Linked DNA regions of Mus musculus: all the other regions are linked to region 3. The links are chromatin contacts, called in public ChIA-PET and promoter capture Hi-C maps. All regions are on one chromosome and are shown on one strand. The core of a region is the stretch at or near the end of the contact, and the rest is flanking DNA. Distances in the headings are between cores, read along the strand shown. Region 1 overlaps Rps6ka5 (ribosomal protein S6 kinase, polypeptide 5). Region 2 overlaps Rps6ka5 (ribosomal protein S6 kinase, polypeptide 5). Region 3 holds the start of Nrde2 (nrde-2 necessary for RNA interference, domain containing). Region 4 overlaps Ttc7b (tetratricopeptide repeat domain 7B).

What was found. Promoter capture Hi-C pulls out the DNA fragments that hold promoters and counts their contacts. ChIA-PET counts read pairs in DNA pulled down with a chosen protein or histone mark.
Region 1: an RNA polymerase II ChIA-PET map of memory CD8 T cells shows a contact between it and region 3, with 9 read pairs. The contact joins the enhancer-like site here to the promoter of Nrde2 in region 3. A contact is called at or near these places in 6 of 39 promoter capture datasets (the 3T3-L1 cell line, the C10 cell line, hematopoietic stem and progenitor cells and 2 more) and 6 of 115 datasets of contacts at active chromatin or transcription factors (astrocytes, bone marrow-derived macrophages, effector CD8 T cells and 2 more).
Region 2: a promoter capture Hi-C map of the HPC-7 cell line shows a contact between it and region 3, with 2.8 times the contacts expected there. The contact joins the enhancer-like site here to the promoter of Nrde2 in region 3. A contact is called at or near these places in 5 of 39 promoter capture datasets (the 3T3-L1 cell line, the C10 cell line, the HPC-7 cell line and 1 more) and 2 of 115 datasets of contacts at active chromatin or transcription factors (bone marrow-derived macrophages and large pre-B cells).
Region 4: a contact with region 3 is called in a promoter capture Hi-C map of the HPC-7 cell line. The contact joins the enhancer-like site here to the promoter of Nrde2 in region 3. A contact is called at or near these places in 20 of 39 promoter capture datasets (the 3T3-L1 cell line, 3T3-L1-derived adipocytes, the C10 cell line and 11 more), 7 of 484 Hi-C or Micro-C datasets (B cells, bone marrow-derived macrophages, cerebellum and 4 more), 22 of 115 datasets of contacts at active chromatin or transcription factors (DN3 thymocytes, T-cell acute lymphoblastic leukemia, bone marrow-derived macrophages and 15 more) and 3 of 9 other capture datasets (adipose tissue, embryonic stem cells and liver).

The regions. Positions count from the first base shown.
Region 1 is chr12:100,633,927-100,640,026 of GRCm38.p6, reverse strand. All of the region lies in intron 3 of Rps6ka5 (ribosomal protein S6 kinase, polypeptide 5), which reads left to right. Among named protein-coding and RNA genes, the nearest start is that of Rps6ka5, 88 kb to the left of the region's middle. Within about 2 kb of position 3,091, at least 35 of the 459 cell types and tissues checked have an H3K27ac peak or open chromatin away from gene starts, as enhancers often do. A contact at or near this core is called in effector CD8 T cells, embryonic stem cells and memory CD8 T cells, where this site is marked.
Region 2 is chr12:100,666,188-100,673,142 of GRCm38.p6, reverse strand. The region is part of intron 2 of Rps6ka5 (ribosomal protein S6 kinase, polypeptide 5); the gene reads left to right. Among named protein-coding and RNA genes, the nearest start is that of Rps6ka5, 55 kb to the left of the region's middle. Within about 2 kb of position 2,857, at least 15 of the 459 cell types and tissues checked have an H3K27ac peak or open chromatin away from gene starts, as enhancers often do. A contact at or near this core is called in the HPC-7 cell line, where this site is marked.
Region 3 is chr12:100,155,286-100,161,957 of GRCm38.p6, reverse strand. It overlaps Nrde2 (nrde-2 necessary for RNA interference, domain containing), which reads left to right and starts at 2,305. Exons shown (of 14, transcript NM_001290303.1): 1 at 2,305-2,418. The coding sequence starts at 2,355.
Region 4 is chr12:100,502,629-100,509,441 of GRCm38.p6, reverse strand. The region is part of intron 1 of Ttc7b (tetratricopeptide repeat domain 7B); the gene reads left to right. Among named protein-coding and RNA genes, the nearest start is that of Gm36375, 11 kb to the right of the region's middle. Within about 2 kb of position 3,786, at least 57 of the 459 cell types and tissues checked have an H3K27ac peak or open chromatin away from gene starts, as enhancers often do. A contact at or near this core is called in B cells, the HPC-7 cell line, T-cell acute lymphoblastic leukemia and 3 more, where this site is marked.

The DNA of each region.
Region 1 (6,100 bases), core at 1,842-4,341, 480 kb before region 3:
GTCATCATATGAAGAGTGGGCATACAAAACTAGAAACAGAAAGGAAAGCAAGTGGGACTGGAGACTGAAAGCAGAAGAGAGACTTTCCTTGAAAGCAGGAGGTTGTAGTTTGCCTGTCAGCTCTGTGCTTGCCCTCCCACAAGTAGGCTTGTAGAAGCTGTGAGCACGCCAGCTCCGAAGCAGCTCGTGGGCTCCACCTGTGGCTCTTGCACTGCATCCTCAGTGGAAACTGCACTGGAGCCGTTCTGTAGTCCAGCAGTACTCAACATTAGGTAGTGTGTACAAACGGAAACCTGTGAGTGTGCTCTACCAAAGAAAGATGTCAGCTCCCTTTCATCAGAGAGAGTTACCCCCTTTGCTCCAACAAGGGCTTCTCGTCAGGGAGAGTAAGAGCGCCAGGAGGGTCCTTGCTTCAGCAGCACACACATTAAAATGGAAGCGTACAGAGGCTAATACGGCTCCTGCACAAGCAGGACAGGCAATTCCAGAGAAAAGGTTGTTACAAATACGGCAGAATCGGACCTTTTAGTTTTGAAATATACCAAGTGGATAAATACTATATGTTTGTTATTCACAGCAAGAGACTTTATTTGCAGTGGTGGTTCTGTTTAATAAACCCTGGAAAAGTTTGATTTATCTGTTTTTCAGAATAAGCCTGTAGACTGTGGTTACTTACTTGTTTTGAAGGGTTTGTTGTGGATGTTGACAGTTTCTAAGGTGTACACTGAATTTTAGTTACTCTCCCCCATTGCTTTACTTTCCCAGCTGCTTCACTGAATCCTTCTTCTTCCCAGGAAGCCCCCTTCCTACAGTCTTGTCTCCCTAGGCATGTTACCCATGTACCTGAGCAGGACTTCTGCATGAGCCTGCCTAGTCACTCACTAGGCAGCTTTAGACCACCAAAGAGTGACACTCCTTCCTCCAGCCACTGTTAACTTTGTAATCCTTCCGGGAGGTGTGAGGCCTCATAAACTCTTCCTCCTTCTTCGATGAAAGTTTGATGATTCTGATCTTGTACAGGGAACCTCAGCTGCAGTGAGTTTATATAGAAGGCATGTCCTGTTCAGAAGATGTTTTACATCAGCTTTCCCCAATATGGCTCTTAAATTCTTTTTGCCCCTTCTATGGTGTTCGTTTAATATTGAGGGTTTGTGTATATGTGATATGCACTTCCTTTAACAGCTGAGCACTCCATAGTCACTTATTCTCCATACTTTTAACCAGTTATGAATCCTAGTATTTTAACCACCACAAAAAGGGCCTCTGCTGAAGGCTGCACTCATCTATGAGTACAAAGATAAGTCTATAAAAGGCAGTTCTTACTATATTTGTTTAGCAAAATAATAATAGTAAGTTCTCCCCTTTGGACTATGGCATTCATACATTGGTTTTGCGGCTGGGCTTACAGTCCTAGACGAGAGTACTGTCCTGTGGGGTAGGCTTCTCCATCTACCAGAAGGTAGCATGTTGCCCCCATGGCATTATGCCAGTATTGCAACAGCCAGGTTGATTAGCACTGTAGCTCAGAGTTTATCTTTGGGTAAGAATCTTAAAGACTTACCTTCTAGGAGCCTTCATAGAATCTCTTACACCTAAAGCTCCATCGCTGTCTTTCTGTCCATTTGCAACAGCTTACCCGACTTCACTGAAAATTTATCAGATCCAATTCCTACAAACGCAGATTTACTTAAAATTACCTGTAACTTGGGACTGCGTCATAGATCGACAGTGAATAAGGACGTTGATTGTGATGGTTAGTGCAAGTTGCCTATTTAACAGGATCTACTTGAGAGATGAGCCTCCAGATATGCCTGTGGGGAGTTGTATTGCTTAGGCTGATATGTGAAGACACACACACTCACTGTGGGTGGCACCATTCCATGCATGGGATCCTAGACTGCTATATAAACGTAGAAAGTGAGCTGAGCAGCCGTGTGCATTTGTCCTCTGCTTCGTGATTGGATGGGGTGTGACCAGGCGCTGTCACCTTGACTTCCCCACTACAGACGGTAGCGAGCACTTTTGAACTGTGAACCAGAATAAACCCTTTCTCCTTAAGGTCGCATTTATCAAAGTATTTTATCACAGCAATAGGAAAAGAAATTAAGACACCTAAGAGTTATAGGGGTTTCGGTTTGTTTTATTTTGTTTTTTGGACACACTGTTGAATATAAATGACTTTTAGTGTCCAAAATGTTCAGAGAGGGATTGACAACCTCTGGAGCTGGAGTGGACCTCTGATGCCCGATGTGGGAGCTGGAAACTGAACTTGGGTCCTTTGTAAGGATGCTCTCAGGGGCTAGAGAGATGGCTCAGGGGTTAAGAGCACTGACTGCTCTTCCAGAGGTCCTGAGTTCGATTCCCCAGCAACAGACGGTGGCTCACAACCATCTGTAATGGGATCTGATGCCCTCTTCTGGTGTGTCTGAAGATAGCTACAGTGTGTCTGTATATCTTTAAGAAACAAAACAAAACTATAACATCTTTAAGCTGGGCGTGGTGGCGCACGCCTTTAATCCTAGCACTCAGGAGGCAGAGGCAGGCGGATTTCTGAGTTCGAGGCCAGCCTGGTCTATAAAGTGAGTTCCAGGACAGCCAGGGCTATAGAGAAACCCTGTCTCGAAAAAAAGAAAAAAAGAAAAAAAAAAAAAAGGACACTCTCTACTCTTAGCCACTGGGCCATCTTACCAACCACAGCAACTTAATAAAAATGGGCAGTATTTACTAAATTAATATGCAAATATCTTGTGACTCAGCAATGTAGTTTTAGGTATCTGAGCTACCAAATACCTGCCCAGCTAGATAAATAAAGTATATTTTGAGAACATTTCTTACTCTACATATTATAAGAATGGGAATGCAGGTTGTCTGTAAGCCAGAGAATTTTAGATTTCTTCCTCCAGAATCACAAAAGAGTGGGGGTGTGATAGGAATGTGGCAACTGTTTTTACAGTCGCTTTTTGATTGCTTTAGTATTTACTTGCCACCAGGCACCACTTTGGGTATTTTTCAGTATAGCAACTCATAGGCCTTTGCAGGCAGCCCTTAGGGATTGGATTAGGATTGAATAGGACCCCTCTTATCGCCTTTGTGATGCAGATGAAGTGACTTGAGTGAGATGGCTGACCTCTAACGAGATAATGTGGCATCTGTGTGTCCAACTCCTGGGTTATTTTGGTGCATCAGGACAAGCACATTTATTTTAGTAACAGATTGTGGAAAACAACTGCAATGTCTATTTTTGTTACTTTTCTTTATCTTTCCCAGTTTACCAGCCTTCTTACCCTGTCATCACACTTAGGCCACTCCATTGCTTAAAGAAGCTCACTCACTTTCATATACTTGAAACAGAACAATGCATGTTAAATAGAATTGTGGGTTTTTTTTTTTTTTGTCTCTGTGACAAATGACTGAATTCAAAAGGGAAAGTTTTTTTTTTTTTTGACTCATAATTTTACCCTATAGTTTGCCAACTCCGCTGTGTCTTGGCTTGTAGCAAGGCTTAACGCCATGGTGGAAGGGCATGCTAGAAAAATACTCTTCACTTACACCATCCAGGAAACATAACAGTAACAGGAAGGGGCCACAGCCAAGATATACCTGTCAAAGACCTGACCACAGCAACACATTTCCTCTAATCAGGCCCCACCCTGCACCATCTTTCTACAGTTTATTTGGATTTTTGAGTTTATCAATTGATTGTTAAACTGTTAATAATTAGACTGCATAGACATACGGGGTTGGGGGGGGGGCTTTAGTGCAATCTCAATTCAATCTTATTGCCAATCAGGAGTAACCATGACATACTCTTAACTCTATAGTCAGGTTTTCAGACTACTCTGACATCCTGTCTCCTCTCCTACCAATCTCCTGTTATTCTGCTGTCCTACCCGCACTGTAACCGAGCTAAATTATTTACCCACTCCTCTGTAAACATGCATTTTTTGTTTAAATTTTTTTCTGTTTGAAAACAATTTCGGCATTTCCTAACTGAAAGTGTCAGGTGCAATTCTTGATCTCCCCAGCCCTCGGCTAGCCCACTTTTTCTGGAGCTGTTTGACTTAAATGATTTGATGTCTGTAAAGTGCTTAGTGCCATCGCTGGCAGATAGTGATCCATCAGATTAACTATCAAAATAAAGTTGAGAAAAGTACAAGATGGAACTAGAACATCTTGTTGTGGTATAAAGAAGAAAGTGTAATGGGGGCAGAAGCAAAGCTTTCCCTTGTGGAATAATACTGACATAGAGAGGGAAAGAGAGTTATAAAATCATCACTCCACACTAAAATGAGTGGGTGGTAGTTTAGTGAGAAGCAGGATAGTTTTGCATAATCTCAGTTCATTTCTTCATGGTTTGCCAGTTGAGTACAAGGAAAAACATAGTAACTTTACAGTGGAGAAAACTGACAATCAACACTTCAATGACTAAATTAATGGCATGATCAAAATTAACTCTAGTGTTAGGAAAACTCATCTGTATTTCCCATGTGACCTAAGAAGATGGCGTCATCCATTGGCATTTGTTTGAGGAGTTTATTACTTTCATATGACCATGACAACATCATATAAAATCTACATTGAAGATTTGTGTACACTCAGGATGTATCCTCTTCAAAGATGTCAGGAGTAAGAAAAGAATGATGGAAGCATCCACACATGTCTTATGTAATTTCCAATGAGCTGTGTGATCTTGAGCTGGATTTTAGAGTGGAATAAAGTCACTACAAAGAATCCTGGGCAAATGACAAAATTTGAGCAGGAAGTCTAGATAAAGCAATGGTATTTTTATGATGTGGTTATGTGAGAGAATGTCTCTGGAAAGTTTTAGGAATAAAGAACAGTATTCTCAACTGGTTCAGGGGAGATATGATGTTAAAAGCAGAGAATTCTACAGCAAGTGAGCAAATGGAGGAGTGTTGGATTTTTATGGGGGTTCTTTTTACTGTTACAGTTTGATGTTGTACCATTAAGCTTGTTTTGTTTTGGTTTTGTTTGCTTGTTTCATTCTGTTTTTATAAGGCCATAGTTGAGACCCTGTATCCTAGGAGAAGCTTCAATCTTTCCTCATTTAGGAGCACTGTGTGGAGTAAAGGATTATTTTCTTAGTTTCTTAGACTAAAGGCAGAAACAGTTTGAGAGTACCCGCAGGCCCCATACTGTGCACCTGAAAACAGGATGCAAGTTTTCTAAAACCATGCTTCCCATGTTTGTAGCTTCCTGCTGTTTGGACTTCTCCAAAGCCATTAATAGTGTATCAGAAAGATGTATATATTGCAGTATCTATTATATCAGTATAATAGATTATACAGCATTTCTCAGAACTGGACATTCGATGTTTCTTGGTTGTAAACTATCTGAGATTCTAATCCCTGGTAAAAGCTTTGACTGTAGATCTTCTCTATTACCCATTTCTCATCTATCTGTTTGAACAGGTAGACAAATTAAAATGATAACATCTCAGGACAAGTTTAAGAGGTTTGCAAGTCTGCAAGCATTCTTGTAGGCAAAGCCAAGTCCTATTTGTTTCTTTCTCCAGGAACACACAGCTCTGTTTTCACTAGTCTAAGACACAAATTGCTGCCTTTGAATTTTCTACCCTAGAAATCTACCACTGATTATTGTACGTTAGCACAGCTTTAGGGGGAAAAATTAATCTGAGAATGATGGCACACACACCTATAATCATAGCACTTAGAAAGCTGAGTTAGGATGACTGTTAGGAATTCAAGGGTACCCTGAGCTACATAGTGAGTACCAAGCCAGCCAAGACTCCATAAAACAGATTTACACTAAGTGTTTACTATACATTTTTAATCCTACATAGAATCCCCATAGAATGTCTACTCTGGGGTTCTTTGACTGCAAATGAGCCTTCAGAAATTTAACTGGGACAAGCGGGTTCTCTGGAAAGTCAGTTGAGTCAGATGGTGTTTTGCTGGGGCAAATACAGTAAGGAGTATTTCCCTGAAGCGGACACAAGTGAAAGGATGTGTTCCTAAAGCAGACACATGAAAGAACATTTCGCTGAAGCAGTTTGAGAGCAAGGTGAAAGGCTAAGGCAGACTCATGAAGGAAGGTTTTGCAGAAGCAGACACAGGTG
Region 2 (6,955 bases), core at 1,608-4,107, 510 kb before region 3:
ATTATTTGCCATCAGATATCTTCTCAATCCTCTCACCTTTTCTTTCCTCTCCTTCCTTCCTTCCTTCCTTCCTTTCTTTCTTTCTTTCTTTCTTTCTTTCTTTCTTTCTTTCTTTCTTTCTTTCTTTCTTTCTTTCTTTCTTTCTTTCTTTCTAAAACAACCTCTTGCTAAGCCTGGAACTCAGCAATTCAACTAGGCTCTTTCCCCAACGAGCCCATCTCCTCCCCCAGCACTGAGGATGCAGGCCAAGGCTGCTGCATCCAGATTTTATATGGTCTTTGGGGATTTGAACTTAGCACTTCACAGACTGAGTAATCTTTCAAGCCTTTACATAGATATCTAATTCTGGAGAAAGTTATACAGGTAAAGACCGTGCTACAAACATTGCAAACATCCAGGAACAAGGGACTATGTTTGAGAGACTGGAAATAACAAAGAATCATAGATACAGATTATTTATTTTAGATTTGAAATATGATGTAATTGCTTATGGTTGTTTTAATAACTCATTTCAGTTGGAAAATTCAGTGTATACTTATGGGGTAGAATATAATGTTCCCATTTATTTATACATTGTACAGAGATTTACTGAAGGTAATAGTCTAACGTGTTTATCACTTCACTGACTTTTCTGTAGTAAAGATGTGAAAAACGTCTAGTAGCAATATTGAAATAAACAGTACATTATTATTTATTTTTTTCTTTTCGTTTTTCGAGACAGGGTTTCTCTGTGTAGCCCTGGTTGTTCTGGAACTCACTCTGTAGACCAGGCTGGCCTCGAACTCAGAAATCCGCCTGCCTCTGCCTCCCGAGTGCTGGGATTAAAGGCGTGCGCCACCACGCCCGGCTATACATTATTATTTTTAACTGTGGCTACTATGCATACGGTAGCACAATACTAAAGCTTCTTTTGCCCCTCACAGGGTCTGGTGGTATATACTTTTAATTCCAATACTTGGGAAGCAGAGTCAGGCAGATCTCTGAGCTCAAGGCTAGCCTGGCCTACATAATTCATTCCAGGACAGCCAGAGCTACATAGATTTGACCCTGTCTCAAAAGGCAGACAACAAACACATACATATGTACATGCAGGCAGAATACTCATAGACATAAGTAAATCTTTTTAAAAACACAAAACATGCTATCAGGGTTTGGCACATGCCTATAATCCTGGCACTTGGGAAATGAGGAGAGGAAGACTGCGTTTTCAGGGTCAGTTTAGGCAATCTCAAAAGAGAGAGAGAGAGAGAGAGAGAGAGAGAGAGAGAGAGAGAGACTAAGAAAGAATGAGTCAATGAACAAGACATGCTAAACAAACTACTATGCAGATTTTCCTCCCCTCCCCCCTCCCCCCTCCCCAAAGACCATGGGGCAGGAGAGATGGCCCAGCAGTTAAGAGTGCTTACTGTCCTTTCAGTGTGCCTAAGTTCAAGTATCCCCCAGCTGTCTGTACTCCCAGCTCCAGGGGGTTCATACCCTCTTCTGGACTCTTACGTGCACCTGTACACACACACACACACACACACACACACACATACATGTACATGCACACACAAATTTAAAATAATTTTTCTAAACGTCTACTTAAGGTATAGACCAGCAGAATACTATTTATTTTACCAGTGCTACTATTATAAGTAGAAAAAAAGCCGGGCGGTGTTGGCACACGCCTTTAATCCCAGCACTTGGGAGGCAGAGGCAGGTGGATTTCTGAGTTCGAGGCCAGCCTGGTCTACAGAGTGAGTTCCAGGACAGCTTGGGCTACACAGAGAAACCCTGTCTCGAACCGCCCCCCCCCCCCCCCGCCAAAAAAAAAAAGTAGAAAAAAAATTATTCAAATTTTAAAAACTGTAGATTTTTAACTTGAAGATGAGATAAAAGTAAAGAGAATGAATTGGAAGATAGATTTGAGCAAAAGATGCATAATAACATATCATGAGGGAAATGAACATATATAAAAAGTGAGGTCAAAGCAAAGAAGATGTAACAGTTGTCTGCCCGCAGAAGAGATAACAGAATAAGGAAAGACCTGTTTAAAGAGATGACAGCTGAGTATTTTGAAGTTTGATTAAACATGAATTCTGAGAATTAGGAAACAGAAAATCCTCAGCAGGCAAGTAAAAAGTTCTTCTGTAAATAAATGAAGGAAGCTGGCTGAACATAAGGACATAGAGATAACCCAAAAGCAGCAGTGAGATATGTTTTGAAAATAAAGAACAATTATTGTTTTTCTTTTTTTAAAAATTCTCTCATATATTACATCTAGACCACAGTGTTTCCTCTCCCCTATTTTCTTCCCCCCACCTCCCCACGCTCTCAGATCCACCTCTGCTCTGCTTCCCCTTAGAAAAGAGCAGACCTCCCAGGGACATGCCAACAAGCATAACAAGCTAAGATACAGCCAGGCACATAACATCTTATCAAGGCTGGATGAGGCAGCCCAGTTAGGAGGAAAAGTAGGCAAGAGTCAGAGCCAGCACCCACTCCTGCTGTTAGGATTCCTACAAGAACACCAAGCTACTCAACCATAACATAGATGCAGAGAACCTAGGTAAAACCCTACCAGCTTCCTGATCTCTGCTGGCCCCATGAGTCCCAGCCAGTTGATTGTGTGGACCATAGCGACTTTAATTTAATCATAATTGCTGTTTTCAACGGCAGCCATAGAAAGATCTTTGCAGATTGTACAGTGAAATGGCTGTTGATCTAGAATTGTGTCTCTAGCCGATCTGTTTTCCGGAGGTTTAGACAAAATAGATTTATATATGTATGTACGTGTATGAGTGTCTATGAGCATGTGTGTGTGAGCATGTAGGTATATGTGTGTTGTGCATATGGAAGCCGGAGCACAATCTTGGCTGTAGTTCCTCAGCTACAGTCCACGCTGTGTTTTGAGATAGGATCCCTCACTGGTGTGGGACTCAGTAATGAAGCTCGGCTGGCTGGCTAGCAAGCCCCAGGAATCCTCCTGTCTCTGCCTTCCCAGTACAGACGTGACAAGTGTACCCATGCTTTGCTTTTTTATGTAAGTTCTGGGGATCGAATTCAGATCTTCATGCGTGTGACAGCAGACACTTTACACTGAGCTATCTTTCCAATCCCAAATAGATACTTTAAACATATAAACGCTGAATATGTTTCACACCAATAGTTCCTCACATTGCAAAGGATGAGCTATTAGGGGAAAGAAAAATTATGCCAGGAGAGTTTCTGAGATACAAAAAGGATTAAGAGGAAATAAAATATAAACAGTATTACTTATGTAAGGCCATAATATCTCATTTGTGTAATTAAATTAAGACAGCTGGAATATTAGACAAAAGTTACATGATTTCAGAGGTGACAGGAACTCATTTTCTGAGGTACATGCTATAAAGTGCATATGAATCGTAAGTGTATAAATAATCATACTGCTGGGTGTGATAGTGCATGCTCTTAATCCTGGCACTCAATCTTAGTGTGAGGCCAGCCCACTCTACATATCCTGTTCCAAGACAGTACAGAGACCCTGTCTTAAACAAATTACCAAACTTACATCAAAAATGAGACAAGAAAATCTGCATGGCCCTGTAACCATTAGTGTGGTCAGTAAGCAACGGTCTTCCAAGTGGAAGCTGTGTGGTGCAGTTTGAAAAACAAGTTGTTACCAGATCTTAAAGATAGTTCTAAGTTCTACAAACTCAGAATAGAATGAAGTTCTTTCCTCCCACTCATTTTCTCAGGATACTAATACCTTGATTCCCAGAACATGCCAGGGGAGTATAATGAGGGGAAGCCAGAAGCTGTTTCACATGTGAGCATCGTGTCTAATGTTTGCAGAACCAAACCCTGGGCTGCTTTCAGCACATCTGATCTTTGATTAATGTCCCTCTTGCCTCTGGGTGTTTGCTCACAGGCCTGGAAGGCGGCCCTCAGGGGAGTAATTGTGTCTCTGTCTTGTTGAACTTGTCCAACCATCTCCTTTTCTGTTCCCCTCCTGCCTTAGTGGGTCTATTGTTAGCCACAGATGCTCTCTCTCTCTCTCTCTCTCTCTCTCTCTGTGACACTGCAGCTCTTAAGAAAGATGGGTAACTAAGAACTGTCACTGTAGACATTTCTGAATTTAAAATCAAAGTTTTGATGACTAAATGGAGTAGGTGGACAGTTTCATTATGAATATAATAAAATCAATTTTTATTCAAAATTTCACCACTAATCTTTCGGTTTTATTACCTTTTTAAAAAGATAATTTTTTCCAGCACCACTTAGAATAATAGAAGAACTTCATCATGTGTCTTTGTGTGTCATGTAAGGTTTTTCTTAGGAAGTAAAACTTAAAACTCTTTTCTGATAAATTAATTTATATATATTCTGAACTAGAAAAACTTGTTCATCGAATTGCTGAAATGTGGCATTGCTGAATGTTTGAACATTCAGAGGCTCTGCTATTTTGTTCTTTTACTGCTGATTGAACCTAAGGCCCTGTGCCTGGTAGGCAGGTGCTACACCCCTGAGGTACACCACCAGCCCTCTTAACTTCTGCTTTGAGGTAAGAGCTCACTAAATTACACAGGCTAGCCTTGAAGTCAGTCTCTAGTTTAAGGTGGCCTTGAACTTGGAATCCTCCTGAGGATCTGTGTTATAGGCCTGCTCTATAAGACCAGCCCAGGCTCTTTAAATCTTATATTTAAATTCATGTGATATTCTTAACTCTTTACTTGGAGGCTGGTTGGTTTCTTTTTGAGATTTCTTTAGTCTGTTACTAATCTGCTGATTACTTTCACAATCTAGAAACTTTGAAATAAACTAGACTCTTCTCTATTATCTTTTCCTTTTAGTTTCTCCTGAAGTCTGAAACATGGCGCTTAGCTGTGTGTACAGTAGGGTGTTAGAGTACCTATCATTTCTCAGAGGTCAGATACGGAGTCAGAAATCCATAGTGAAATTATATCCTAGGTTGGAAAAATAAAATTATTTAGACCTTCCATGTAAGGAGAGATTATCAGTTACTTCATATAATTGCTTACTTTGTTAGCATTTTTACAAAGTAGTATTTCTAATAAAAATACAACTGTGAACAATATTTTATAAATGAAATGCTTGCAAGTTGAAAATTCTATTAACATTTTTAAAACATGGGTTTGAATGTTGCCTTCATGTCAAATAAAAAGAATGCATTCTTTATCTTTTTTCCCTAACTATTTAATAATTGGACTTCTGAAGTATAATAAAATCTCAAACAGTGTATTGTGGACACTAGCAGATACATTCTAAGATATATATCCATACAAGTGCTAAAATGCTCAGATCGCTTGATACATTCAACTCCCAGGTTCTCTTGCTCCAGGAAGTAGCATCATCAGCAGCAGCCCAAGTTCAGAGGATCCCAAGTTCAAGGCCAGCCTGTGTAATTTTAGTGAGCTCTTACCTCAGAAGTTAAAAGAGGGCTGGTAGTATAGCTCAGGGGTGTAGCACCTGCCTACCATTGCCCAGAATTGACTTGTGACCCCTAGAGGGATTCAGAAACAGGGACCTACAGCCACCACAGCACTTGGGATCAAGTTGCCCCTTGCCAGTCCATTGTCCATAGCAAGACTTATCTTTCTAAAGTACAAATTAGATCATAATAATTTTCTACCCAAAAATTATCAGTCCACTTCTGTTACTTGTTAGATTCATTCACTCACTTATTGGCATTAATTAATTAATTAATTAAATGCTGGAATAGAGTAGTTGATTTTTTAAAAAAATTACTTTAAAAAGCTCACAATGTAGTGAAACAGATTTTCATGTAATAATAAGGTTTGTGAAACCTTGAAATGAGGCTAAGTGTGGAAATCTAGACTATTCATTGTAGTGTCTAATGAGTAGGACCACCTCTTCCCATCCTCCTCACTGGGGCTCTCCTTAAAATACACATTGTTCCCTGTGTGGATGATACCAATTAGTCACCAACAGTTTTTGCCAGTTGTACTGTGGAAGTAATGATATATGTGGTAGAGACTCTTTGGGTTGCTTACCCTACATCCTGTGAGCCACCTAAATAATGTACTCTGTAATATGTCGTAACCCAATGGCCCGGGTTCTGAAAACTCCATCAGGGTATGTCGTGTGTGTGTGTGCATGTGTGTAGTAAGCTTACAGTGTGTATATAATTCCTAGAGGTTGCTTATGATGTTTTGTACAATATGAAAAGTATTGAGATACTTTGCCTTCATAGTATAAATAACAATTTTTGTTATTGATGCCATATGAAATCACTGTAGCTAGCGAGAGCCCAGGGTGGAGTTTGAGTATATAGGATTTATTCTGAGAGTGCTTCAGGAAAGCAAGAGTAGAGAAGACTGGTGAGTGGGGTGAGCCTAAGCAAGCTTGTGTCTGAATAGTCTATATTTAGCTTGAACTCATGGGTAGCTCTGGATAGGAAAGAGGAAGCAGACTTTCTTTTTTTTTTATTAATCATTTTATTTGTTTATATTTCAAATGATATCCCCCTTTCTGGTTACCCCTCCACATACCCCCCCCCCATACCATCCTCTTTTTTCCCCTTCCCGTTTGCCTCTAATAAGGGTGCTCCTCCACCCACTCACCCACTTCCGTCTCTCCCTCTAGCATCTCCCTACATTGGGGCATTAAGCCTCCTCCCCCCTCCCATTGATGTCAGATAATGCCATCCTCTGCCACATATGTATCTGGTGTCCTGGCTTCCTCCATGTATGCTCTTTAGTTGATGTTTTAGTCCTTGGGAGCTCTGGGTGGTCAAGTTAGTTGATATTGTTCTTCCTACAGGGTTGCAATTCCGTTCAGCTCCTCCAGTCCTTCCCCTAGCTTGTCCATTAGGGTCCTGGGCACAGTCAGATGGTTGGCTGTGAGTGTCTGCATCTGTATTGGTCAGGTGCTGGTAGAACCTCTCGGGGAATGGCCTTACCAGGCTCCTGTCAGCAAGAGGGAAGCAGACTTTCAATGCCCTTGTTAT
Region 3 (6,672 bases), core at 1,056-3,555:
AGCCTAGGCTACATAGAGAATCTGTTTTTTCAACATTTGTTAGGGTGAAAGCTACACACTCCATACAAATGTCTGTGTCTGCTAAACCTTTGCAAAATTTACTCGTATGTTACACTAAAAGTGAAGTTTTGTTTTAATTGAGAGAAAGGCAAGAGGATAAAGAGTCTGAGCCTGTACTACATACTGAGATCTATCTAAAAACAAAACAAAAAAAAAAAAAAACCAAAACAAAAACAAAACTAAAACCAAAAGACAGGGCAGGTGAGATGTCTCAGTGGCCATCAGCTCCTGCCACATAAGCATAATGACACACACACACGTACACACACACAAATTTTAAAAAAGTAAAAATCCTCCCAGAAAACAAAACTTTAGAAATCTGTATCAGTAACTTGATTATATATTAAGTTGTCCTTATGAATTGCTTACGAAAAGTCTCTTACATGTTTGTAAATACACAAATATCCACTACAGCAAGATTCCTTGTTATCAATACATTATCATGGCTTTCAAAATTTTTTTGAAGCCTTTCACATTTAATTCTTATTTTTCTGGAATAGAAAGAGATGAAACATTGGGGAAAGACTGTAACCATTTTAGTTAGTTTTGTTTTCTGTTTTGTTTTGAGACAGTGTGATAGTTTGTATATCCTTGGACCAGGGAGTGGCACCATCTGAAGGTGTGGCCTTGTTGGAATAGGTTTGACCTGGTTGGAATGGGTGTGTCACTGTGGGTGTGGGCATAAGATCCTCACCCTAGTTGCTGGAAGTCAGTCTTCCACTAGCAGCCTTTGGATGAAGGCATAGAACTCTCAGCTCCTCCTGTGCCATGCCTGCCTGGATACTGCCATGCTCTCACCTTGATGATAATGGACTGAACCTCTAAACCTGTAAGCCAGCCCCAATTAAATGTTGTTTTTTATAAGACTTGCTTTGGTCATGGTGTCTGTTCAAAGCAGTAAAACCCTAACTAAGACAGACAGGATTTCTCAGTGTAGCCCTGGCTGTCCTGAAACTTGCTTTGTTGATCAGACTGGCCTCAAACTCACAGAGTGAGTGCCAGTGCCTCTGACTCCAGAGTGCTGAGATTAAAGGTGAGCATCATCGTGCCCTGATGCAGATATTGATTTAATCAACTGAGATAACTTCCTGTCAGGTTTGGCGGAACTTGAGATTTACAGTTGAAGACAAGTGGATTCTACTGGCCTCCTTTTTCCAAGTACTTTTAGGGACCTGAAAACTTGGACATTTATTTTGGACACACACAGTTTACATGGTACACACAGTTTACATGGTACACGGAGCTGCTTGGATAGGTTTCCATCCATTCCTTTGTTTAGATGATTAGTCACATCTCTGGGTTTAGCTTTTTTTTTTTTCTAAACTTTATTTTATTGTGGTGCCCTGTGCACTTGGAGGTCAGAAGACAACTTTGTGGAGCCTGGATGAAACTCAGGTATCCATGCTTGCTTGGTAGTACCTTTATTATTTAAGCCATTTCATTGGCTCCTGCACCCAACCTTTTTTTTTTTTTTGGTAGGGGAATCTCAAAAATACTTTATAGGTAAGTATATGCATTTATTGTCAAAGACCTTTATCTTATTGGGACTTTGTACTCTTCTGTATTCCTAGGGTATTTAAAATGACAACTTATATTTGGATCACTTACATTTTGCCGTGGAACTTGTCACATCTCACATAGAAGCTAATTTTTCATTTCTTTTCTTTCTTTTTATTGGCTTTTTTTGAGACATCGTCTCTATACAGTTCTGACTCTCATGGAAATTACTATGTAGACCAGCTGGTGTCGAACTCACAGAGATCCACTTGCCTCTACCACTGAGTGTTGGGACTTAAAAGGGGTTTGCCCCCACACCCAGTTTAAAGCCACCTTTTAAATGCTTCTTATGGGTGAAACAATTGCAATTTGTACATGTATATGTGTACGTATACATACACTCACACACACAATCTTGCAGAGGAGGAAAATGAATCTTACAGAATTTGATTACTTTGATCCAGTTTAAAGGAGGCAATGTGCTTTTACCAGAGGAGCTGAATTCCAGTTTCCACACCTTCCCCCCTCCCAACTTCCTCTTCCGGTTCCTGCTTGTCCATTGTTCAGTGAAGCCGGAGGGCACTAACTACAAGGAAACTGTTCTTCCTCAATCTCACCCTCTTCCCTCCTCCCCTCTCTACCCTTTGGGTCTCCGCACCGCCTTGCCCAGGAGTTAAGCCTTAAAGAGTGCAGGAAGAACTACATTTCCCAGAGTGCCTCGCGAGTCACCGTCCTCCAACCAGAGCTCTCCAGACGGCGCCATTTCTGAGGCAGGAGTGGTAGTGCGGCCTGTGATCATGGCGCTGTTCCCGGCTTTTGCGGACGTAAGTGAGGCCTCCGGTGATGGGGCATTCAGGAAAGGTAAGCACCCCAAAAGAGTCGAAAAAGACATCCATTAAATTAATGGCAGATTTTCGGGCCTGGGTCATGGCCTTTTTTCTTTGCTTTGTTTATCCACCTGTATCCCAGAGTTCTCCGCGGCGCTGCAAAGCCTTCTGGGTCTTGTCTGAAGTGTAGGGCCAGAGGCTCTTTCAGGCGCTACGGTGGTCAAGTAAGCGGAGGGGAAACTAAGCCTACGATGATGTCTGGCGCTAACATTACCGTATTTTTGGACTTCATTCTCCTAGAAGCTGCAATGATACAACTCCATTGCAAAAGAAACCCTCTTAAAATACTTGCAATTGTGGTTGGCGTAATTCTGATTTTTCCTTACTAAATTGTAACCGTCAACAAATTCCGAGACTGTCTATTCATTGTAGCACACTTATTAGAAACACAGGCCCAAAATATAGACGTATTCAATAAGTGTGTCAGGATTGATAATGCAACCTGTTGCATGAACGAAACTAAGTAACAACAGCAACAAATCAGTATAAGGTAGTATGCTACAAATGTCATAGATGAGCCACAGTCAACCATAAAAATGAAACGTTCAGAATTTTGGAATGGTCTTCAAGAGGATATGATTTGTATAGATAAGAATTCAGGGACCTTCAAGGGGCTGTGGAAGAGAAGCATGGGATTAGAGAACTGGGTGCGTATTTTAAATGCTAAGACAAGTGTCAGCTATAATGAAGTTAACCATGGCAGGTAAATGCAGAAAATACATCTAATACTGAAAGTGTACGGTCAAGTTGAAGGGCTGGCAGTGGTGGCATACACCATTAATTTCAGCACTTGGGAGGCAGAGGCAGGTGGATCTCTGAATTCAAGCTCAGCTTGATCTACGTAGTGAATTCTTGGACAGCCTGGGCCACAACATAGAGAGACCCTAATCTCAAAAAAGACCAAACCAAAACAAAATATAGTTAAGAAAATTAACTATATATTATTTAACTATGAGTTACTGTTCAGCTTTCTTTACGGTTGGTTTGCTTATAGGGATCCAAAAGAAGTCAGAATTCTCTCTCTCTCTCCTTTCTCTCTCTTCTTTCTCTCTGTCTTCCTTTTCTCTCTGTCTTCTCTCTCTCTCTCTCTCTGAGAGAGGGGGTGTACTGGCTGGTTTTGTGTGTCAACTTGACACAAGCTGGAGTTATCACAGAGAATGGAGCCTCCCTTGAGGAAAGGCCTCCATGAGATCCAGCTGTAAGGCATTTTCTCAGTTAGTGATCAAGGGTGGGAGGATCCATTGTGGGTGGTGCCATCCCTGGGCTGGTAGTCTTGAGTTCTATAAGAGAGCAAGCTGAGCAAGCCAGTAAGAAACATCCCTCCATGGCCTCTGCATCAGCTCCTGCTTCCTGACCTGCTTGAGTTCCAGTCCTGACTTCCTTGGTGATGAACAGCAGTGTGGAAGTGTAAGCTGAATAAACCCTTTCCTTCCCAGCTTGCTTCTCGGTCATGTCTGTGCAGGACTAGAGACCCTGACTAAGACAGAGAGTTGGCCAGAAACCCACAGAGATCTGCCTTCCTAGTGTTGGGATTAAAGGCAAGTGCTCCCATGTCCAGGCACACTGCATTTTCTGCATGTACCCGTAGGTCCCCTTGAGTATGAAACAGTTTCTCTGCTCTTGTATTTTCTCAGGTGATATATTTGTTGAGGAAGCTGGTTATCCATCCTGAAGATGTTTCCCGCTAAATCTTCCTGTAACTTGCTCCTTTATTTATCCATCCCATTATTTCCTGGGAACTGATAATTAGATTTAAAGAGCCGATAAGATCTAGCTATATACTTTTTGTTGTTGAGGGTAGCTTGTTTGGAGTGCTGCACAAATATTAAGTCCTATCAGGAGGGTCCAATCTTTGATTTCAGTGATATTAAGGGGGTCCGTGTTGGGCATCAGATCCCCTGGGATTAGAGTTAAGATGGTTGTGAGCCTCCATGTAGATGCTGGAAATCAAACCTTGGTCCTTTGAAGAACAACCAGTGTGCTTAATCACTGACCCGTCTTTCCAACCATGCCATTACACCTTCATCTGATAATTTTGCAGTGATGTTTTTTATATTCTTGTGACAGGGTCTCACTGGGACCCAGATTAGCCTCCAGTGTGTAATCACCTTGAATGAGCAAAAGAGACTCAAAGAGTTTCTTCTGACTCTAGAACTTGCATTATAATTTTTTATGACAGGGTTGGGAATCTTGTGATTTAAACATCTTCGCAGTTCCTGGGCTGCTTCATGGGGTAGATCAACTCCCAGGAAAACGTCGACACCTTGAATGCCATTCTTACCTGTGTTTGCTGGTGCTTTTTGTACAAGTGAGTTCGAGCTTCCAGCAATCAGAAAATGGCAGTCCTAATCAAAATGAACGGCTTATTCTCAAGAGAACAAATATCTTCATTAATGTGATTGCTAACTCATTTTTACCATCAGCCTTGGAAATGCTGTTTGAATGATTTACCCCTGGAGGAGTGGCCCCTCATCTCTGAGTTCACTTAAACAGACTAGAAGCCAGGGCTACATTGTTAGGACAAGGTACAGAAATGGATATTGAACTTGGATGTGATACCCACTTATAAAGTTACCTAGTTTAGAAGCTTATTCATGCTGGCTTGCCCCTCTGCCTTTGGTGGAACTGAACGCAGGCCTTTTCAGTGGAGATGGAGGGTTAGTAAAGTGTCTTAGTAAGCTCACCACAGAGGTATGTCAGTGAGTCCTCGGTGATGGGCTGTTAGCTTACCTCTGTCAGATTTCTCTGAAGGTGTGTGTAGGTGCTCTATATCCCGGCAGTGGGTGGGCAGCACGTGACGTGGCGTTGAGGAGGTTATTTCCCTCTTTTCCTTTCTCATATGCATGGGTGTGTGAAGTACGGTGCCAGGCTCTCAGCAGTTGCTAACCTGAGATTTCTGTGCTGATCCCCAGAGGTTGGGTCTTCCAGATCCCTCTCAGGCTCCAGCTGCTTGCTTTCCTGCTGTTCCTTTCTGTAGTATAGTCTACCTGCTTAGTGATTCGAGTACACATATAATATATGACACCCTGCATAGTGATGAAAGTACATATGTACTACACCCTCCTTAGTGATGTAAGTGCACACACACACACACACACACACAGCACCCTGCTTAGTGGTAATAAGTACAGACTTGATTTCTGTCAGGCTCTCTAAGTTAGGAGGTTGTAAGTAACCACTGAAAGGGACTTGGTAGCCTGGAGAGATGGTTCATCAGTTAAAAGCACTGATTGCTCTTCCAGAGGACCCAGGTTCAATTCCTAGCACACCCACATGGCAGCTCACAAGCATTTGTAACTTCAAACTAATATCAAAGCAAAAAAGAAAAAAGAAAAAGAAAAGGACTTAGCAATCTGATGAATAAAATGTCATTTAATGTTAGATATTTCTGTCCAGGATTCTGTGTCACTAAAAATTGAATCTCACATCTCAGGTGTGTCATCTGACAGGCAAGGATATGATCAAGTATAAGCATCATATGAGCGGACGCTGTCTTGTCCATCACGGTCTCCCCAGTACCTGGAATTGTGCTAGGGTACATAGCAGGTAATCTAATGACTGACTACACAGTTGCTGTAAGGAATAGACGAGTCATATGACGGCTGCACTTCATACTTTGATTGGACTTTTGGAGGAGGTTAGAGCCTTTGGTGTGAAGATAAAGACAGACTTCACATCCTCTGCATTTCAACTTATTGAGTCGGTATTTTATGCTATGGCACTGTGATAGTGTGGGAGTGAGTAGTAACGGCTCCCACCCTCAAGGTGCTTCTAGTTTGTAAGAGATGAGCAGGAGGGGGAGCTGGAAACAAGGATGAAAGACTTGCAGACCAGTTGTTGTGTTTGCATGTATGTATGTATGAGTGTGTATGTATGTATGTATGTATGTATGTATGTATGTGTTTTGTCTGCATGGAGGTCTGTGGCACTTGTGTGCCTGCTGTCCTAAGAGGCTAGAAGAGGCTCTGTTAGATTCCTTGGAACTGAGTTACAAATGCCTGTGAGCTGCCACGTGGGTTCTGGGGGTCAAACTGGGATCCTCTGGAAGAACAGCTGGTGCTCTCCACCATGGGGCCATTTCCCCAGCCCTGGGTTTGTTTGTTTGTTTGTTTGTTGTTTGTTAATTGCCATTTTTTGTTTTGTTTTGTTTTTAAATGGGCCTCAAAGTCATAGAGATCTGCCTTTATCTCCAGAGCTGTAATGGAAGTCATACGCCCTTGCCACACTA
Region 4 (6,813 bases), core at 2,537-5,036, 350 kb before region 3:
GCCTGCCTAAAGACTGCTTACTCTGTCCTGGGAGGCCTGGCTCTCTGGACATGCTGCTCCTCCCTCACCCTTGTGGATCCAAAGGCTTTCCCTCAAGCTCCCTAGTTCCCAGGAGTGGCCAGTTGACAAGGGGCCTTCTGTAGGGCATGCCTAGCCCATGGCCTGCAGCAATTGCAACTTTTTCTCCCTGGCCCAGGCTGAAGGAGTTGACTCTACTAAATCTTGGGCCCAGAAGCCTGGGAATAGGGTCTCTGAAAAGCTATGCAACTTCCCATGGAGTCCCCTGCCTGCCTCTGCCCATTGTCCTGGCACTGAAGTCTTACTAGAAATGGAGAATTCATCAGGCCCAGCCCCTTATCACAGTTCCTTCCCTCTTCACGAGTGTCCTTTGTGCCAGGACTCAGGGTCTCTATCTCTTCACAGGTCATGGTACTTGAGGATGGACCCAACATGGGCTTTGACTCCTCTGGGAGATCCTGTCAACTCTCTCTGGGTGGGTCTGACTTGAGTATGTGGAGCTGGCTTCCTGAGAAGGTCATTTCCTAGACTCTGGGCTAGCCTGATAACATCCTCTGGCCTGTGGTTGCTTCCTGTCCTCAGAGCTCCGGAGAAGGCTAGATCAACCCTAGGCAACTGGTTTACGGGTTTTCTTTTGTTTCTTGAGTTGAGTTTCTCCAGCGGAAGTATGTGTTCACAATCATGTGGTGTGTGAGTATGTGTATTAGAAAGGAAATATGAGCAAGTACAGGGTGAATATGTGACGGTAAATGTGTGTGTGAGCATGTGCATGAGAGTGTATGTTAGAAAGTAAGTGTGAGGGGTTGGAGAGATGGCTCAGCAGTAAAGAGCACTGACTGCTCCTCCAGAAGTCCTGAGTTCAATTCCCAGCAACCATATGGTGGCTCACAACCATCTGTAAAGGGATCTGATGCCCTCTTCTGGTGTGTTTGAAGACAGCTACAGTGTACTCACATACATAAAATAAATAAATCTAATCTAATTAAAAAAAAGAAAGAAAGAAATGACTGTCTGAGCTTCGGCCCTTGTCATTCACTTGGCCACTTCCCGGAAGCAGTGGACCACACCTGCTGGGTTCCTGCTGAGACTTCTCCCCAGAATGCTTTTCCCATAAGTCTCATTTTGGTTTCTGTAGCAGACATGCCCTGATTTTTTTTTTTTTTTCTAGACCTTTCCCCTCAGTTTCTTTTAGGTTTGATCTGGACTTGACTTGAAAACTGAATGTCACTGCAGGTTGAACTTGGCCTCATGCTTCTACTTCTGTAAATGGTGCTCTGGTGCCCCTGCCCACCATGAGGTCTGCAGTAGATGTGTCTTTAATCCCTCTCCCTTTTCACAGGCCCTGTGTCAGAGCTTCTAGTGGCTGCTGTAACAAATTATCCTCAGTTGGACAGTTGTATCCTCTTGGCATTGTGGAGGTGAAGAGTCAGAAAGTGGTTAATCAGGGGTCACTCAGGTGTTAATTCCAGGGTCAATCAAGTGGCGCTCCACAGGTGGCGTGTCTCTCCTCTGCCTGGGTTGTGTAGCTTCTGTGTGTTGTGTGGCTCCTACCCTCTGTTGTGTTAGAAGGCAGCTCGTATCAGGACAGATCACACCAGGCCAGTACAGCTCCACGAGAAGAGGGTTTATTGGGGGGTAGAAGGGGAAGAAGGGGCAACGATGAAGAAGAGAGGGTCAGGGGTCTCTGCCTTTAATTTGGGCCATGACGTAATCACATGCCCTACTGTGCACAGGTAAGGCGGCAGGCAGGTGAAGGGACGACTGGGAATGTAGACAAAAGGCTAACACCCTCTTCTCCGACTTTAGAGTGAACAGTGTAGCCTCCCATCTCTGCTCTGTAGCCACATCTCCTGAATGCAGACCTGTGCTCACACAATTCAGGATAATCCTTCCATCTCCAGGCCCTTCACACTGTCCCATAAAATGCATTCACACCTTCCCGAGATCATGGTGTGGAACTGCTGGGGCCATATTCCCAGCACAGTCCAGGAGCAGGCCTGGTTTGTTTTGCCTCTGGGTTATATTCCCACTTTCTTCCCTCACTCTTGTCTGAGTTGCTGTCTCCTCACTGGGAAAATCTAGTCCTGTTCGGTCCTCTCACTGAGTCCACTTGCCACACAGCAGACGGAGGAGCTCTCAGAAACTCAAGTCAGGGCATGTCATCCACTGCTCACACACCTCCAAGACTTTTGCACTGAGCTTGTCCAAGGGCACAGCTTTCTCTCGGGTCCTAGACCATGCCACCTGACACCTCCCCTCTCTGGAATGCCCTTCTCACAGATCTTTGACTTCCTGACTCTGTTGTCACTATCTCAAGAACCCTTTCCTTGGAGAGTCTCTGCCTGGCTGTGGACACTTGTTCATGTCTCAGAGAATCAGGTTGGAGAGAGAGAAGCAAATGCTGGTTTTCTGCAGACCGTTTCCTCTTGCCTTTTGTAGTATTTGGTTTAGGATACAGACTATAAGGTAGTGCTGCCCATGTTCAGGGAAGGCCTTTCTTCCTCTGGTAAATTTGGTAGAGTAGTCTCACACCTCTGTTAAATGTCCTCATACATATCTCCAGAGGTGTGTCTCCTAGGTGGTTTTAAATCTAGTGAAATTGACAGTAAATTTAGCCATCACACCCTGCATAAGTTGAAAGTAGTGTTAGTTGAAAATGCATTTAGTAGACTCAGTGGGCCAAGAGTCATAGCTTTCTTAGCCTGATAGCACTTAGATTACCTCACAGTTAGAGAAAAATCACCCAACACAAATACCTGGGTGCACACATGGGTGATGTGCTTGCAAGGATGATGGAAAGCCACCCAAACATTTTGAGGGAGTCCTTTCTACATTAGTAGTAAACTTGGAAAAGATATTCACAATCTAGAGTATTGGTTTTTATTTTACACCATTATAAAGTTGGAAACTGGGCTGGCGAGATGGCTCAGTGGTTAAGAGCGCCGACTGCTCTTCCGAAGGTCCCGAGTTCAAATCCCAGCAACCACACGGTGGCTCACAACCATCCGTAACGAAATCTGATACCCTCTTCTGGAGTGTCTGAAGACAGCTACAGTGTACTTACATATAATAAATAAATAAATCTTTAAAAATAAAGTTGGAAACTTATTAAGTTCATTGTAAATGAGGGATCTTCTGTAGAGTACAAGATGAATGAATGCTCACCCCATACTGTCTGCCTTCTCGCAGCCCTTTACCAGTACAGCCACTCTTGGGACATTATATGGGGAGTCTAAAGTAGCCTGTCCATATGTATAATTTCAATGTTATTTATTGGGAGGAGGGGCATGCATGAGCCATAGTATCCATGTGAGGTAAGGGACAACTCTGTGGGGCTGGCTTTCTTCTTCCACCTTTCCATGGATCCCTGGAATTGAACTCAAGATGGTAGACTTGTCTCTCAGGCCCCATTCCTCCTCCTCCTTTTTTCTTCCTCTTCCTTCTCCTTCTTCTCCTCTTCCTCTTCTTCCTTCTCCTTCTCCCTTCTCTTCCTCTTCTTCCTTCCTCCTTCTTCTTCCTCCTCATCTTCCTCTTCCTCCCTTCACTGCCTCCCTCTCTGCCTCTTGCTGTTTCCACACAATAATACCATTCTATACACCCTCTTTTCTCTCTTGCTTTTTTTTTTTTTAACCCTCTGTCTTTGAGATTATTGGCTGTTACTATGTAACAAACTGGCTCAAAATGCAATGCCTTACAGCAGACTGTGACCACAGGGCTGGGCCTGGTGCCTGCTGCTCTTGAATGATCAACTTAGGCCTGAGCAAGTCCACTGATACCCACAGATAGTCAGATGGAAGAGGAAGTCCACTGATAACCACAGCTAGTCAGATGGAAGAGGAAGTGAGTCCTCCCCTTTCTAAGCTTCTGTGTCTATCATAGCTTACATTATCCTGTTGCTCAGCTTGGAGAGTTTGTTGAAGACAGGGCGCATTCATATATTTAGGTGACACAGATGTGCTTAAATAATTCTGGCTGTTTAATTTGTCTAATGGATGCGTTATGTTTCATTGGACACATCAACATTCATCAAACAAGTCCCTATATGTATTGTTTTCTGTTCTTTACCATTTCAGGCAGAGCTGTGTATAGGAAACTGTCTCTACTATGCATTTGTACTCAAAGATGCAAAGATCCATGGGAAAAGTTCCTAGACCTGGAATTCCTGAGTCAGATGATACAGGTCTATAAACTACTATATAGAAATTGCTAAATTGCCCCTGGAGGCACTCCTGCCGATTTATATTCCTGTCAATACTACTTGTTTGTGTCTTATCAGAACACTTAGGAGTTGGGGGAATCACAGGTGCTGAAAATACCATTACCTGTCACAAAAGGCCAGATGGGGGGGGGGTGTCACCAACATGACACAGGAGAAGCAGAGAACCCAGCTGTCTCAGCTGTGTGACAAAGGGGATGATGCTGCAGAACCAGCTCTTCTTGAATAGAGGCTTGTCTTTCCCCTCTTGGGTCACAGCCACACCAGGAATGGTTTGAATAGAGCTAAGTGACATATGAACTGGGTGGTTGAGATTTCTGTGTTGGTGTCAAGAACTCCACAAAACAGAGAAGAAACCTGACTTTTTTTTCAGTATCAGATCTCTGCATACCAGCTGCTTAGCCTACCAGGGAGCTGCTCTGAGGCAGACAAAGGCTACAGCCCTCCCTCTCTTCCTTGGGGTACCAAAGAGCCAAGTGCTCCAGGCACTGAACTGTGGTGGCCATAGGACTTGTAGATTTTCTGTTTAGAGCTGAACCAGGGCCCTGGGTCCATCCACTGAGGCTAACATCTGCCCTCTTTTCTGGCAGCGTTTGGCTGATGGTTCACCTCCGGCTTTAGCTCTGTTTCAGTTACTGGAATACACTTTCAAACCAGTCTGACTCAGGCCCCTCACACCCCCTACTCACTCGGATTTTCCCAGAGTCCAAGCCGATGGGGCAGGAAGAGGATTCCAAAACCACCTGTCCAGGTGGAATCTGCAGCCTAGAGCCTGAGGGGCTGGAGTGAAGGCTGACCATGTCTAGATGCCAAAGCCTGGATGGTTTGTGCCTGGCATGTGGGAGAGAGGGTGTCAGGAACTGTCTGGGTTCAGAGCCCAGCTCCAGGATGTACTTTCTCTCTGCTGCCTGTTCTCTGTGTGAGATGGCAATGGTGATAGTCTCAACAGCTTAATGTTGCTTTCAGGAATTGCTTGGTACATGGCCTCGTGCTTAGTAAGAGCCTGGTATGGCTGGGCTGATAGTCAGCGGTATCCACTATTTCTTTACTCTGATAATGCTGCAGACCCCGGGTGCACAAGGAGTGGATTTAGAGAGCTTTCCGTCTCCAGTGTTACTATTCTGGGATGTAGTAGGTCCTTCATGAAAGAAAAGATCAGTCCTAGTAGCTAGTGTTGCTTAGCACCTGCTACGTGCTATATTGCATCTCTTGTGTGATTCTTACGATTGCCAGCTGAGGAAACCACTGCTCAGAGAGGTTAGGTGAGTCTTCTGTCCCATACAGCCAGTAAGCCTGGACTCTGGCCCCAGGCTGCCTAAGCCTGAGACTCTTTCCACCTGGTGCTGCTTGGGCTTCTCTGTCCTGGAGGCCGAAGGTCTGGCCAATCTGCAGGGTGGCTGCTCCCTGTGTAGCTGGAGACCCTGCCTGTGCTTTCCACAGTGCCTGGGGAGTACTTTCTGGGACAGGAAGATGCTCAGATCTAAGGCTTTTGTGGGCAGAGCTCAAAGGGCAGGCCGCCATTCCCAAGTCACAAGTGGAAATTGAAGGCAGCTCTGTGTCTGTTAGCTTTCTCTAAGGGTCTCTGAGCTTGTTTCTGTTCTGTACGTTGTTTTTGTGACTAAGCCAGGGGGAGAAAGTTAGTCTCCATAGGTCCACACTTGGGGGAGTGAAAGTCTGTTTGATCCTTTCTTCTTTCTACTTAATTCTTTAATCCATCTGAAATTAATATTCCCATGGCTTGGGGTTCCTTCTTCCTTTTTGCCTCATTGTCCCAGCATGTAGCCAGATACTTCCGGCACTAAGAGCTGGTGTAATGATGACTGCATCTTTTCCTGCTGGTAGACTGTGAACTGGGGATCCATGGGATTCTGGCAAGTACAGGTAGAGTCCAGCCACCCAGGACCCCTTGAGTATTAGGGCTGAGTCTGTTTCTGAAAGGTATTTTGGCAAGAGCTCTTGATGTCTAATTCTCTGTTTTGGCTGGAAGAATGAGTGACAGGAAACTGCCCCCCCCCCCCCCAGGACAAAGAAAACATAATTTTTTTGGCAGATTAAAAAGGGAACCTAGAGAGTAAAAGACATTGAGAAGTGATTTTGGTAGCATGCTAAACTAAAGTCAGACCATAAGCTCTGTTGGCCAGGTATAGTGAGAAAGCGCCTGCTAGTGGAAGCCTGTTTCTTCTTTGACAGATCTTAGGACACTGTAACCTTCCTGCCCCCTTCTCCACTGTTCTCTGTCCTTTTCATCCTTGACTCTGGTGAGAGTGTGCCATTCCTTTCCCTCAGCCTGGTGCCCTCCCACTGGGTTCACCAGTCTGGTCCTACTCTCTCCCTGAGGTGTAGCCTCCATTTAACAAATGGAGGACTGATGCTGTCAGAGGTCACGTAGTGAGAAGAGGTAGCTAAGGTCCTCCTCTGCTGTTGTAGGTCTGGGAATTCTGCCGCAGGCCCTGCAGCAGGGAGATGGGTGTGGCTGTGGGAAAGCAGTGAGAGGAGCCATCAGTGTGGGTGCACAGGATGCTTTCTTAGAATGCGCCTCTGGGAACTGAGGCTGAGGTCAAATCTAGGGCTCACTGTAT